Regions from separate parts of the Capsicum annuum genome. Here region 2 is linked to region 1. Evidence: chromatin contacts called from public Hi-C data. All regions are on one chromosome and are shown on one strand. Each heading gives the region's core, a stretch centred on a gene start, on an enhancer-like site or on the middle of the called end of the contact. The rest is flanking DNA. Distances are from core to core; before and after follow the strand shown.

Region 1 (5,985 bases), core at 1,746-4,245:
GATCATTTTCTAACAGCACCCTCCAATTGTGCATCTCCACCAGTGCTTTGGCAGTTCGGAAAGACAAGGCAATCCGATAGTTCAAATCCCCAAGCCATATAATTCGACTTCACAAGCGCAAAACCAAAGTTAGGACATAAAATGGGACGAGAACCAACTTCAGAGAAATGAGCATCATCGTAAATACCAATAAAAGGTCAGGTTATGGTCAATATTAAAAATTAATGTGAACTTGACCAGATATAAGCAAGGGCTTTACTCATGCTCGAGGATTGTTTGAGGAGAGTGGTCATCCCCAATGCCATGAATCCTCGGAAACCTTGTTTTTTTTAGAATCTCCAAGACATCAGAGTTTCTCCGCAGCTCATCTCCCTCTTTCTGTCCAGATGTTAAATGAGTACAAATGAAGCAGAAGCTTGTTTGGTGCAGTGACATGCTAACTGAGATTGAGCCCTACAAATATGGTGAGATTAACACTTCCGCACATATGTAAGCAATCAAGACTTTTACAAGATACCATAGAAGGAAAATACCTTGTTCCCAAGATAACCCATCAATCCTCTGCCAACACAAGATACTTTCAGGTTGCGAACATCATCCCTTAGATCACTTCTAATCCAAATAGTAAGATATATTCCAACCATTTGCTTACTCGCAACAAGACAGTATCTTGATTTCGATGGCTGTCTGCCTCTGTCCTCTGAAGTGATGGAACCACTATACGGAATTGGGGAATAGTGGGTTGTAACAGGTGAATCATCTGGACCATTTTCATCATCCGAGGGACCACCCCATTGGGCATATGGGTCATAATCACTTGGCCTTCCTCCAAACACAGCCCTATCACAAACACTAAATCGACGATCAAGTTGAGCCCGTGGCATTGACATTTCACTCTCCATTGCTCTCATGCTACGGCTTAGTGTTTGAAATGAGCGGTGATGGAAGAAAGTCGGGGCTTCTTCTCTTGCCGATCCCTCAAAGTCAGCATCTAGCTCAACAACAGGATTAGGAACTGGAGAGGGAGTATGATAACTGCCACTTGTTCCGGGAAGACTGTTCAAAGTTTTTCGAATGAGTGTTAGCCATTTTCTAGCTGGACCATTATCTTCTGTGCCCAAAACATTACCAGCATTCAAAGGAACAATTTCTTGAAACCTAGCAACTCACCAAACAAAACTCATAAGTATAGTCATTTTCTACTTAAAAGGATTGGTTAAACATGGCAATCGGTTGTTACTCACCCCAGAACATAGATATCAGCAGGAGGTGAGGTATGAAGCCAATCATCAAGACTTAAATTAGTAGGTGGAGATTTTCCAGCCACATTCCATGTTGCTACAAACACCCTGAGCCAGAATATGCATACTTCATAAAAATACAGCTCTGAAAATTGAGCATAATAAAACTGAACCGATGAGAAAGACTCACCGATAGTTATTCACATCTGTAACCTCTGAAGTGTCAAGGTCAATCTTACTATGATGAAAACGATCAGCATGCCTTCTACTTGACTTGTCTATAAGTTAAATTAGCAGATTCAGAAGGCAAGCAAACCGGTGAAAAGAGAAAAATAAAATCATTGATTCCTTGCTTATGTTGTGCAAAAACAAGTGGTCCAAAGGGTAATTCTTAGTGGTTCCTTGATACTGAACCTGTTTTACTTTTCTTGATAGTGGATGTCTGCCTCTCTGAGAAGTTGTTTCTCCATTCATCATCAACACCTGAAAAAGCATGGACATAAAGTGGATAAAGCATGGACATAAAGTGGATAAAGCTGTGTCATGTTGCTGTTACAACATATAACTCACATATTTGAAAAATGAAAGAAAAGAATACACAAACATAAAACCTAGAAAACAATAGGCTAACAAATTCAGAAAACAACAAAACAAAGAAATAGATCTCAAAGAAGCACATGAAAATGGCAGACTTATTAGATTCCAAAGACTACTATACAAAAGCATGCAGTGACTGATACAGAATCAACCATTAAACAGGACAATCGCAGTCAGTGAAAGTTATCTAAAAACTCCAAGAACCTCAAAAACTCAAAATGCAATTTTTGATTCAGTTCTCGAAAAAAAAGGGACAAAATCAATTACCTCCATAGACAATATCATCAGCTTGAAAATCCTCGGCTTTGCTTTTAACATTAAACCATTTCTTTACCAGATTCTTGGACCAAGAGAGCTTCATCAAGAACCAAAAACACAAAAAAAAAAAAAAAGAGGTAAATTTGGGAAGAAAACCAAATGCAAGAAACAGCTTCCACATTCTTGAGAAGAAAAAACTAACCTTGGTTTTCTTAGAGTTCCCATCTCTCATTGTTTTAGAACTTCATAAAAGATTGAACCTTACTTGTCCTATTGTACAGATTTGAATTAATAAGATCAACAAGTAAACAAATTTCTCCAAGAATCACTCAACTTTGGAATTTTCTTTTCATTCAAGACCAAGAATCAGCAAAAAACAAAAATCTTGAAGCATAAAAACATAGAACATTGGGAGATTATAGTCAAACAATTCTGGATAAGGAAGATGTGACAGATGGTGTGCACTGTTTTTGTATACAAACAAAAAATATTGTAGAAATTGAAAGAACCCCAGCTGGTATATTTTTACTTTGTTTGGCCAGTCCAAGCTAAACACAGGAAATTATAAAGGAATCAAGAACCTTAAAGAGGGAAGACAGAATTAATGACTGTTGTATTCAAAGAATTATAGAAGAAAAAGAAGACAATGTTTGATAGAGAAAGAAAGTTTTGTGGGGACTATATGTAAATGTTGTATTTTCAATACCTCTTTCTGGTTAACAAGCCACATTTGAAGGGGAATAAAGTGCAGGGGAGCAACAAATAAAAAAACACTCTCTTACAAGTCTCTCACTTTAATATAAATCCAATAGAAGTACCCGGGAAAGAATAGTAGAAAAAACAGCTCACATTAAAAAGAAATATTAGTTGGAATGAAATAGAATGTAATCCTATCTATATATGAGCTAAAATAGTATATTCAACGGCATACAAAGGGCTCTTTATTGGATTTAGGAGAAGCTAAGATAGGCTCTCTCTTTTTGTTTTTGTTGGATGCTAATATGGGAATTGTTTTGAGTCTCCAATGTTGATTTTTGGGTTTTAGAAAAATTAAAAACCGCTATCAAGGGTGCTGAGTTGGTGCAGCAGGTGGTGATACTTCATAAGGGAGGTTAGAGATCCATTATTAGTGTCAATGTCTTCTCGATTGAGTTTGTGGCACCAGACTTGTCTAGTGAATTTATATCTCTGATGTGATTTGCGAGCTATTGTACATGAGCAAGTTTACGTAAGCTACACCTAAAAGGTAGCAGCTGTGAATTTTCGTCAGGGTTTTAAAAGAATAAAAATAAAAAAGGAAAATTGAAGGATGTTTTCTTTGTCTCTCTCAACTTGGTTTATGTTAAAACTCAAAACAAGAGAACAATGTGTTGGTTTGTTGCGTTGTTTAACAAAACCAGAGGGATTTGTATTGCCTCAAACTAAACTTTGTGTCTTGAGAAGCAAAGGCATTTGTCCCTATTTCAGGGTCTTTGTTCTTAAAACATCTCATTGATATAATCCAAATATTTTCTGTTTCTTTTTTCTTGTCATTAGATGCATGGACTCGGTAATTTTGGTGAGTTTTTGTCCAAATGGTCCATAAATTCCAAGTGATTTTTTTTTGTCCATTTTCAGCCATTTGACAATCTTATATACACAGCTCTATGTTGAGTGACAGCACGAATAACTTATGTGTTTAACTTCTCCACTAGAAATTAATCTGTCTTATGTAAAGTTGCAAGAATATGATAAATCTTTGAATTTGAATCCACCTATTATGTTCTCGATATTGAGCATAATTCACAGGAATAATTTGTAGCGAAAAGGGTTAAAAATATTCATCAACTTTTATTTATTGACGAAATTTACCCAAGGCTATATGATAGGGTCATATTTATATTTGGTGTTGATAAACCTGTCACACATACCCCTAATTTGGATGAAAAACTCTAAATCAAAATAAAATACCCAATTTTGAAGAAAAAAAACTCACTACCCTTATCTAATCCGACTCAACCCAACTAAATAAACGAGTGACTTGATGAGTGGTAAGAGCATTATAACTCCGTACCTATCAAGTGAGGTTTGGAGAGGGTAAAGTGTATGTAGACCTTATCGGCAGAGAGACTAATTTTGATAGATCATTTGCTAAAAAGATGAGAAAAATGAGTTGAAAGACCTTTCTCAAGTCTTTAATTAAATAAAGGTGTCAAGTGGGTCCCACAATATTATTAAGTTAAAAAAATGAAGTCTCTTAAACAACTGATACAGTTGTTCGATAACCGCATTAGTTGTCCAACAACTTTGCACAGTTGACGAACAATTTGATAAAGTTATCGAACAACTTTGATAGTTATTGAGATAACTTCTATAGTTGTTGAGACAACCTTTTTAGTTGTTCAGGCAAAAATGTTTTTAAAAAAAAAAAATTGAAACTTTTTTTGTCTCTTTTACCTAATTTTTAAAACTTGAAGGTCCCACTTAATTGACAAACTTATTTGGCCTTTTAATTCAAAGTCCTATAAAAAAAAAATAGAGGAAAATCTTTTAAGTTAGTCATTGTATACATTTTATTCCTCTTAATTAAAATAAAATTTGATGAATGTAATTGAGAATTATCAGAATTAAGAAGTAGCTAGCTAGGTGGATTAATTGAGAAAATCTTGAAGAAAACAGTTGGTGAGTCTCTATCAAATTAAAATCCTGGGAAATTTGCAAGTGATAGCGAAATTAAACAATGAAGAGGTCCGTCCGGTCCCAGCCAAAGAGATGAAGTCATAGTTGAAGAAGTCGTACAAAAACAAAAAGGAAGAAGAAGTTAAGCACGTTGAGGATATTCTTGTTAGGAATTTTGATATACTAGCTTGGACAGGTCTACTCTTCCACCATAACTACTTTATCCCAATCATCAATTTTTATCTATTATTTTATAGGCTTAAATCATCAACAGCTACTTTAAGTTGTCCCAAAATTTCACTAAAATTCTTCAACTAAAGTCTGTACCTATTAGGCTCCTAACTCATCCGAAATTCAAAAAATTACATGTCATAGACCCAAATATAGGTGGCTTTAGATATTTGACTCAAATAAGAATGTCTTTGAATAATAGTCTTCCTTACTTTTTAATATACTAAAAGTACCATTTTGTCCCTTCACACCTCAAATATATTTTTAACTTTTTCATACACATTTATTTCTCAATTTTATTTTTTATTATTTTCACTTTTTAATTTTTCCTTTACTTTTATTATTTTACTTTTTTTCACTCTTTTTTTTTCCTTTAAATTTATTATTGTGATTTTTATTATTTTCAATTTTTATTTTTCCTTTTAACTTTATTTTTCATATTTTAATTTATTTGTCTCAACCTTTATTTTTTTTTACTCTTTTCCTTTTTTTTCAACCATTCTTTATTTTTTCATTTTTTTTTTCCTTTTTTAAATATATTTATCTTTAACCTTCATTTAGATTTTTTTTAATTTCTCCTTTTTTTCTCCAGAATTTTTGTCAATTATTCCTTCTCGTTCATCTTTTTTCCTCATTTCTCAAAACCCTTTCTCTTGCTCCTCTTCCCCTTCATCCGATTTCTCTCAAAATTTCAAACTTCATTAACAAAAAAAATGGAAATAGAGCGCCTCTCACTGGATGTTGCTTCCAACTCTTCTGGACTTTTGCCTTCAAATTTAATTGACATCATTGTTGATGTAAGTTACTACTAAATTCAGTTTGTCATTTACATGTATTTTATCCTTTTTTGATGTGTTATTTTTGAACTGGGTATTTAAATCTATTTATGTTGTTTACGTTTAAGTTTTTAACTCATAATACAAAGTTGTTGTATTTTTGGGAATTATGTTTAGGGATTTATCAGATTGGTGGTTGTATAGTTAAGAAGTTTTAATTATGT
Region 2 (5,985 bases), core at 1,107-3,606, 190 kb after region 1:
TCTTCTACCATTTTGTTAATCTTTTAAAAAAAAAAACAGAAAGCTTATAATTAAAAAAAGTAAAAAGAACGACGTCTTTAATCTAAAACAAAATTATGTAATTTTTTTTTTTAAAACATAAACACTTATATTTATGTAGTGTTTAGGTAGTTCGTGGCTTTCTAATTTTATCAAATATCAGTACTTGTTAGTTAGTTTGGAGGTTTATATATATTAGCTTGAAATCGTTGTTTTGTTTTATAATTTAGAACCCCCATACCTCAAATCTTGGCTACACTTCTGTCTTCAATTTCATATCAACACAATTATCATTTTGTTTGAATTAGTTTCTTCGGAAGCTTCCTCAATTTATTTGTTCAACCCAATTAATTTTTCAATAATATTCAATATATTGAGAAGATTCCTCAAAAGATATTTTTATCAACTAACATTTATAATCAGAATTTTATAATAGTAGGTAGATAGACTGAACTCAATTTACGATGAATGATGTACTTGATCTGCTTTCAAACTTAATTAGTAAGCCCAAAATTGAAATCTTAGACTATAATCCTAAATTTATATGTTCATCATTCAAACAAAAGTTATGCATCATCAAAAAAAAGTCATAGTTCAACAAAAGAAGAAAAAAAAAGAAAGAGATAAACCTTTTATATTTTTGACGACTTCATTCGGTGGCGATATGCTTATTTCTTCCAAATTTTGATAAAAAATCTTCCACTGAAAGAGAAACACGAGAAATTATCAAAAAAAGAAAATTCATTGTCTTGTTAATTATTTAATCATAATTTATACATAATCTTTAAAGTTATTAACTAAAAGGAATAACAAAAGATGAAGAAGATGATAATCATGAATACACATAAAAAAGATGACTTGACTTAATAATAAAATAAGACAAAAAAGCACAATTAGAGCTATGTTTTTCATAAATTTTGATTCAAAATATTAGTTAAATAGAATTGTAAAAATTCTTTTTCTATATAAGGTAAACTTCTAATTGATTTAGACGTGTTAATATTAAGAATTCTTACTTAGATTAAATAATCAAACCAAAAAAAAAGATATAACTAAAATTATTTGTGAACACAACTTTTATCCAAAAGCATACGTACGTGATTTAAGGAAAAAATGCCAAAACAGTACTATCAATTAATTAAAGGTTTTAAGGATTTTCTTAAGATACAATTTTAATTTATTTAAAATTCTTAAATTTTAGATATATAATTCAAATAAGGAAAAGTTTAAGAACTAAGTCTTAATGAATTTTTAAGAAATAATAAAAAAATGATTTTGTGAATTATTTAATGAAGGGCAAAAGTTCAAATCACTTTTTAAGGGTCTTCACACTTCTAATATATTATAGATATAAATTATAGATAAGTGCATAAAAAAACATATCATCCATTTCTAAATATTTAACATTCTTACCTAAAAATAAGTATTTTTTAATATTTATTATTTTAAAAATTAAAATAATATTAAGTATATTATGCTTTCTTTTATCCTTAACAAACTTTTTATTTATCAAAGAGATATTCAGTTTTCATTAATTAAAGAGCGATGATTAAAGAAATTAAATATGAATATTGTGATAAAAACACAATATTTTGTAAGGAATGTAAAAATAAAAAGTGTGACAAGTATTTAGAAATGGAGAGATTAGTAGTAAAATGTCGAATTTAGTTACTCCATATGTCCTAATTTATTGACATTCTTTCTTTTTTTAGTTCATCTAAAAAATGTTATATTTTTTTATTTAGCAATTACTCTATCCGTTTCATTTTACTCGTCCTAATTTGACATTACATATTGATTAAAAAATAATTAATAACATGACTACTTTATCATAACATTCGTATTAAATGATGTTTATATTTTAATTTGGAAAAAAAATAATTAATACTAAGGATAAAAATGAAAAAAAATTGTCTTGTCTTGATTAATGAAAAATTACAGGTAAAATGAGAAATCAAAATTAAGAAATTTAGGAAGAGTAAATAGAGCAGTGGAAATATTTAATGACATCATTTTTATTTTGTTTTTATTAAAGGTTAACTACTAAAAGGTAACATTAAAATGACCTTATTAAGAGTAATTTAATAAACATAACAAAATTTTCTCTTATTTCTTAAACATTATATTTGATTAAATGATGTCACATAAATTAGGATGAAGAGGGTATTTCCTTCGTTTCATTTTAGTTGCCCATTATTAAATAAATTATTTTATTTTACGTATCTAGTTTATAAATTCATAAGAAGTTTATTATGTTGGAAACTGAATAAAGTATTTAATAATATGAGTAAAGTAGATATAAAATGTTTTTTTTTTTTTTTTTTTTTTTTTTGAAATTAGACAAGTAGTAAAATTTATTTGAGTGAGAGCAAATATGACCGAGGCAAAACCCTCTTTTTGAACCATCCACATTATTTACCGGTCCTCTGAACGAACAAAAGCCTAGCCAATTTCGATTGACAACACTACAAGGTAATTTGTTTCTTTAAATACCCACTAGCTTGGACTAGGGCTGTTTTGTTAATCAATTTGCGTTTTGTGGGTTTTGTAGTTTAGTTGAGGCTGAGGATGAAGAGGGCAATGCCATGGAGTGATGAAGAAGAAGAAGAAGACGATACATCCTCCTCCTCCGATGATACTGACGACAATTTGGGGTCTGCCAACATCAATGCTAAACATAAATCTTCTCAAGGTACCAACTCTTTTCCTTCATTGACCACTAGACAAGTATGTTTTTGCTACCAAAAAAAGGAATACTACTTTGAAAGCAAACTACAGGTAACTGCTTGCATAGCTAGAAATGTAAAAGAGAGCAAGTAATCTGGAAAATATGATCATTTGTGTCCTACCGTGTTGTCGTTGATGTTGTTGATGTGGATAAAATACTGATACCCCAGTACGTTACTACTGCTTGTTTATTAATGTTCTTCGTTCCAATTAGAATTGCTCCCTATTCCTTCGCTGAGAATTCTAAAGAATTATTTATTTTTAAGGCTTTCTAGCATAGTTTAATCTGGTGATGGAGATCAGCATAGACGCATGAAATAAATCACCAAATCCTTGAATTTACTGAGTCTCAAATTCCACCAAGGATCTTAATTCAAGCCATTTTGTATTCTAGCATCAATATTGTTATAAGTCGGTGTGTATGGGATTCTACTGCACTTACTAGTTATTTGCTAAGTTACTCGGACTCTTCACTTTCGGTGCCGCACCCGTGTTGACACGATATGGGTGTGGGATCCGTACCCGATGTGGTCAACCGATTTTGGGTACTTTGACCAAAATCGATTGGGAAAGTCCGGACAGATTTAAGAAATTCTATAATCAAAATAAAAGCTAAGGTGAAATTGAAGAAAATGAAATACCTTGTATATAGAAATTTCTATGTTATTGCTTTTCTTTTTATCTCCTTTCAAGATTTTCTTCTTGAAAAATATTTTCTCCTTAAGTTTTTCACATAATATATCAAAATTTATGTTTTATAACTCTATTTTTAGATATTTAAATTATTTTTCACCGAATCCCCGCACCTGTATCCATCCCTAGATCCATATCCCCAAATCTTTAAATTGAGACCGTGAAGGATCCGACCTCTAGATCCGTGCCCGGACACCCGCACCCGAGTTCGAGCAACTTAGGTTATTTGTGACATTGGGTGCAAAGTTAGTATAAAAATATGTTCATTTAGGGTCTTTTGCTTTTGATAGCAAGTTTCTACAGCTTCTTCATGCTCTTAAAGTTATTTGGTGCATCCTTCTTTGGGAATTGTAGTGAATCTAGCACTTATTTATTCTAGTGATGGAGAACCACATAGATGCATAGAATAAATCACTAGAGACTCCATGATATCCATGAATTTACGAAGGCTCAAATACCTAGGATTCAGAAAAACTAATTTTAATTCTAGCCTCAATATAGTAGCTCTGGTCATATAACTTAACTGCTGTGCCTACTGGTAATTTGTGACGAATGACAAGGAGTGCAGAGTTGGTATGAACATGATATATTTTCAAAAGTAATTTCAATATGCATACACAGTTCAAGCCAAAGGCTATTGATGTGCTCCCACATACTACTGTAGGCTATAGCTACCACTATATAAATGACATAGGAGAGTAACTTTGTTGTTTCGTCCTATATGCCAGAAAAAAAGTGTCAATACTTGATGCGTAATGGTTAATATTGCCTATGTTCAGTTGAGTCTGCAAAGCGGAACAGAAAAGGTGTGGACATTGAAGCTCTAAGCCGCCACGGGTATAAAGGTGGATTATCTGTCCTGAAAGTTCCACCACCCAAGGAGCCAGAACAGGAACAAAATTGGTCTTGGTCAAGTGGGAAGGAAACTCGGGAAAAAGAGAAGGAAGAAACTTATGAGGAGCGTCAGAAGACGAGGGCTTCACTTGCGGAAGCAGAGGAACTGGTTCATGCACGAACTCAGAAAGAGAGGAAGAACTTTTCTTTCTCACAGAAGGAGAAGAGGAAGAGAGATCTTGGTCAGGCTAGCAGAGGGAAGAGTTACGTTGAAGAGGAAAAGAGGCTGCTAAGGGATAATGGCGTTTACTCTGGGTTTGATTCCTGATTCACGAGCTGTTCTTTTTAGCATTTTTATCATGTAAAGTGTTGTAACAGTTGGTTATGACTACCGTGCACTCCAGAATATTGTTGTCAACATGAAAATGAATTTATGATACCTCCATGGTCATTGCTTAAGTACCAACGGATAAATCTAGTCAAAGTTGATGGTCAAATATCCATCTGATGCGCTCAATATTGTAGTTCTGTCCAGTGGCTTTGTCTTTGCTTGTTAAGTGCTCAAGTCATAAGTTTTGAAAAAGGTGTTAATGCCAACTTCCTCAAGTTTTACATATTAATGCACCCAGGGACCTAGCTGCCCCTTGTGAAGGGAACTTGTTTACTTTCTTCTCTAGGACGGGAGAGTATATTGTGTTAGCTTAAAGTATTCTTCATAAATAGCTACCCCCTTGGCTCAGTTTATATAATATACTGCTCTTTTCATTTCGAAATTACTGTTTCCGCTAAGGCAGCCTTTCCTAACACTAGCATTTCTGGGACATCCTTATATTATTTGACAGTTAACATCATTCAAATTTTCACAAATGAAGTAAAAACTCTTTAAATCTGGTACGGTGACTTTCCGCCAAACTAGTTCTTTAATAAGGGAAAAGGTCCTCTATTTGAAAAATTAGCTGGGTCAAATTTACCCTCATTATCATATTTTGAGGTCAAATTTACCCTTGATATCATACTTTCGGGTCATATTTATCTTCAACGTTAACTTGCCCAATTTTTAAAAATAAATCATACCCTAATTGAATTCGCACGATTCGGCCCACAAAGAGTCACAAATAAATATACTCCTCCCTCAATTCTGCTGATCAAATCTTTTCAACGAACAAAATACTTCTATTTCAATGTGCAATAGGTTGTTTACAAATAAACAAAACGTAAAATGAAATGAGATAATGTAGAAGCATGGAACTACAGAAACTATCTATTACAAGCTCTACTTTTGTACGATCATGTTCAAATTTCAAAATTTGGCATGAAATTCTATGTGCATCTTGTGAATAAGTTTCTGAGCAAATGACATGATGAAAAATTTGTATAGATCTAAATTACATATAAAGATATATGAATGAGGAATGCCACAATTGATAGATAGGGAAACCTTTTAACTCAATGAATCATAGAAATATCCAATGGGCCTAATTTATTGCATTTGACCGTCAAATGCAATTTTTCTTGGGCTCTGCCTTGATGCAAATTCATGAACTGGGAGACAGATATATTTTTTTGTGTTTGCACTGATGCAGATCAATTTTTCATGAGATATGCACTGGTAAATATCCAATGGCTTAATCTCGTTGAAAAAATTTGACCAACAGAACTGAAGAGAGTATATTTATTTGTGTCTTTTTTGTGGCTAGAGTCGGATCGGAAGGG

What was found. A called contact is a pair of places that touch in the nucleus more often than the background predicts.
Region 2: a contact with region 1 is called in a Hi-C map of leaf, with 4 times the contacts expected there. The contact joins the promoter of LOC107842463 here to the promoter of LOC107842474 in region 1. A contact is called at or near these places in 2 of 5 Hi-C or Micro-C datasets (leaf and placenta).

What each region holds. Positions count from the first base shown.
Region 1 is chr9:143,617,320-143,623,304 of UCD10Xv1.1, forward strand. LOC107842474 (type I inositol polyphosphate 5-phosphatase 4) reads right to left here and starts at 2,996. Exons shown (of 15, transcript XM_016686340.2): 1 at 2,803-2,996; 2 at 2,299-2,366; 3 at 2,106-2,193; 4 at 1,656-1,724; 5 at 1,432-1,519; 6 at 1,245-1,349; 7 at 534-1,158; 8 at 260-453; 9 at 1-107. The coding sequence starts at 2,328.
Region 2 is chr9:143,807,787-143,813,771 of UCD10Xv1.1, forward strand. LOC107842463 (UPF0690 protein C1orf52 homolog) reads left to right here and starts at 2,357. Exons shown (of 3, transcript XM_016686317.2): 1 at 2,357-2,490; 2 at 2,570-2,710; 3 at 4,218-4,738. The coding sequence starts at 2,587. The coding sequence ends at 4,600.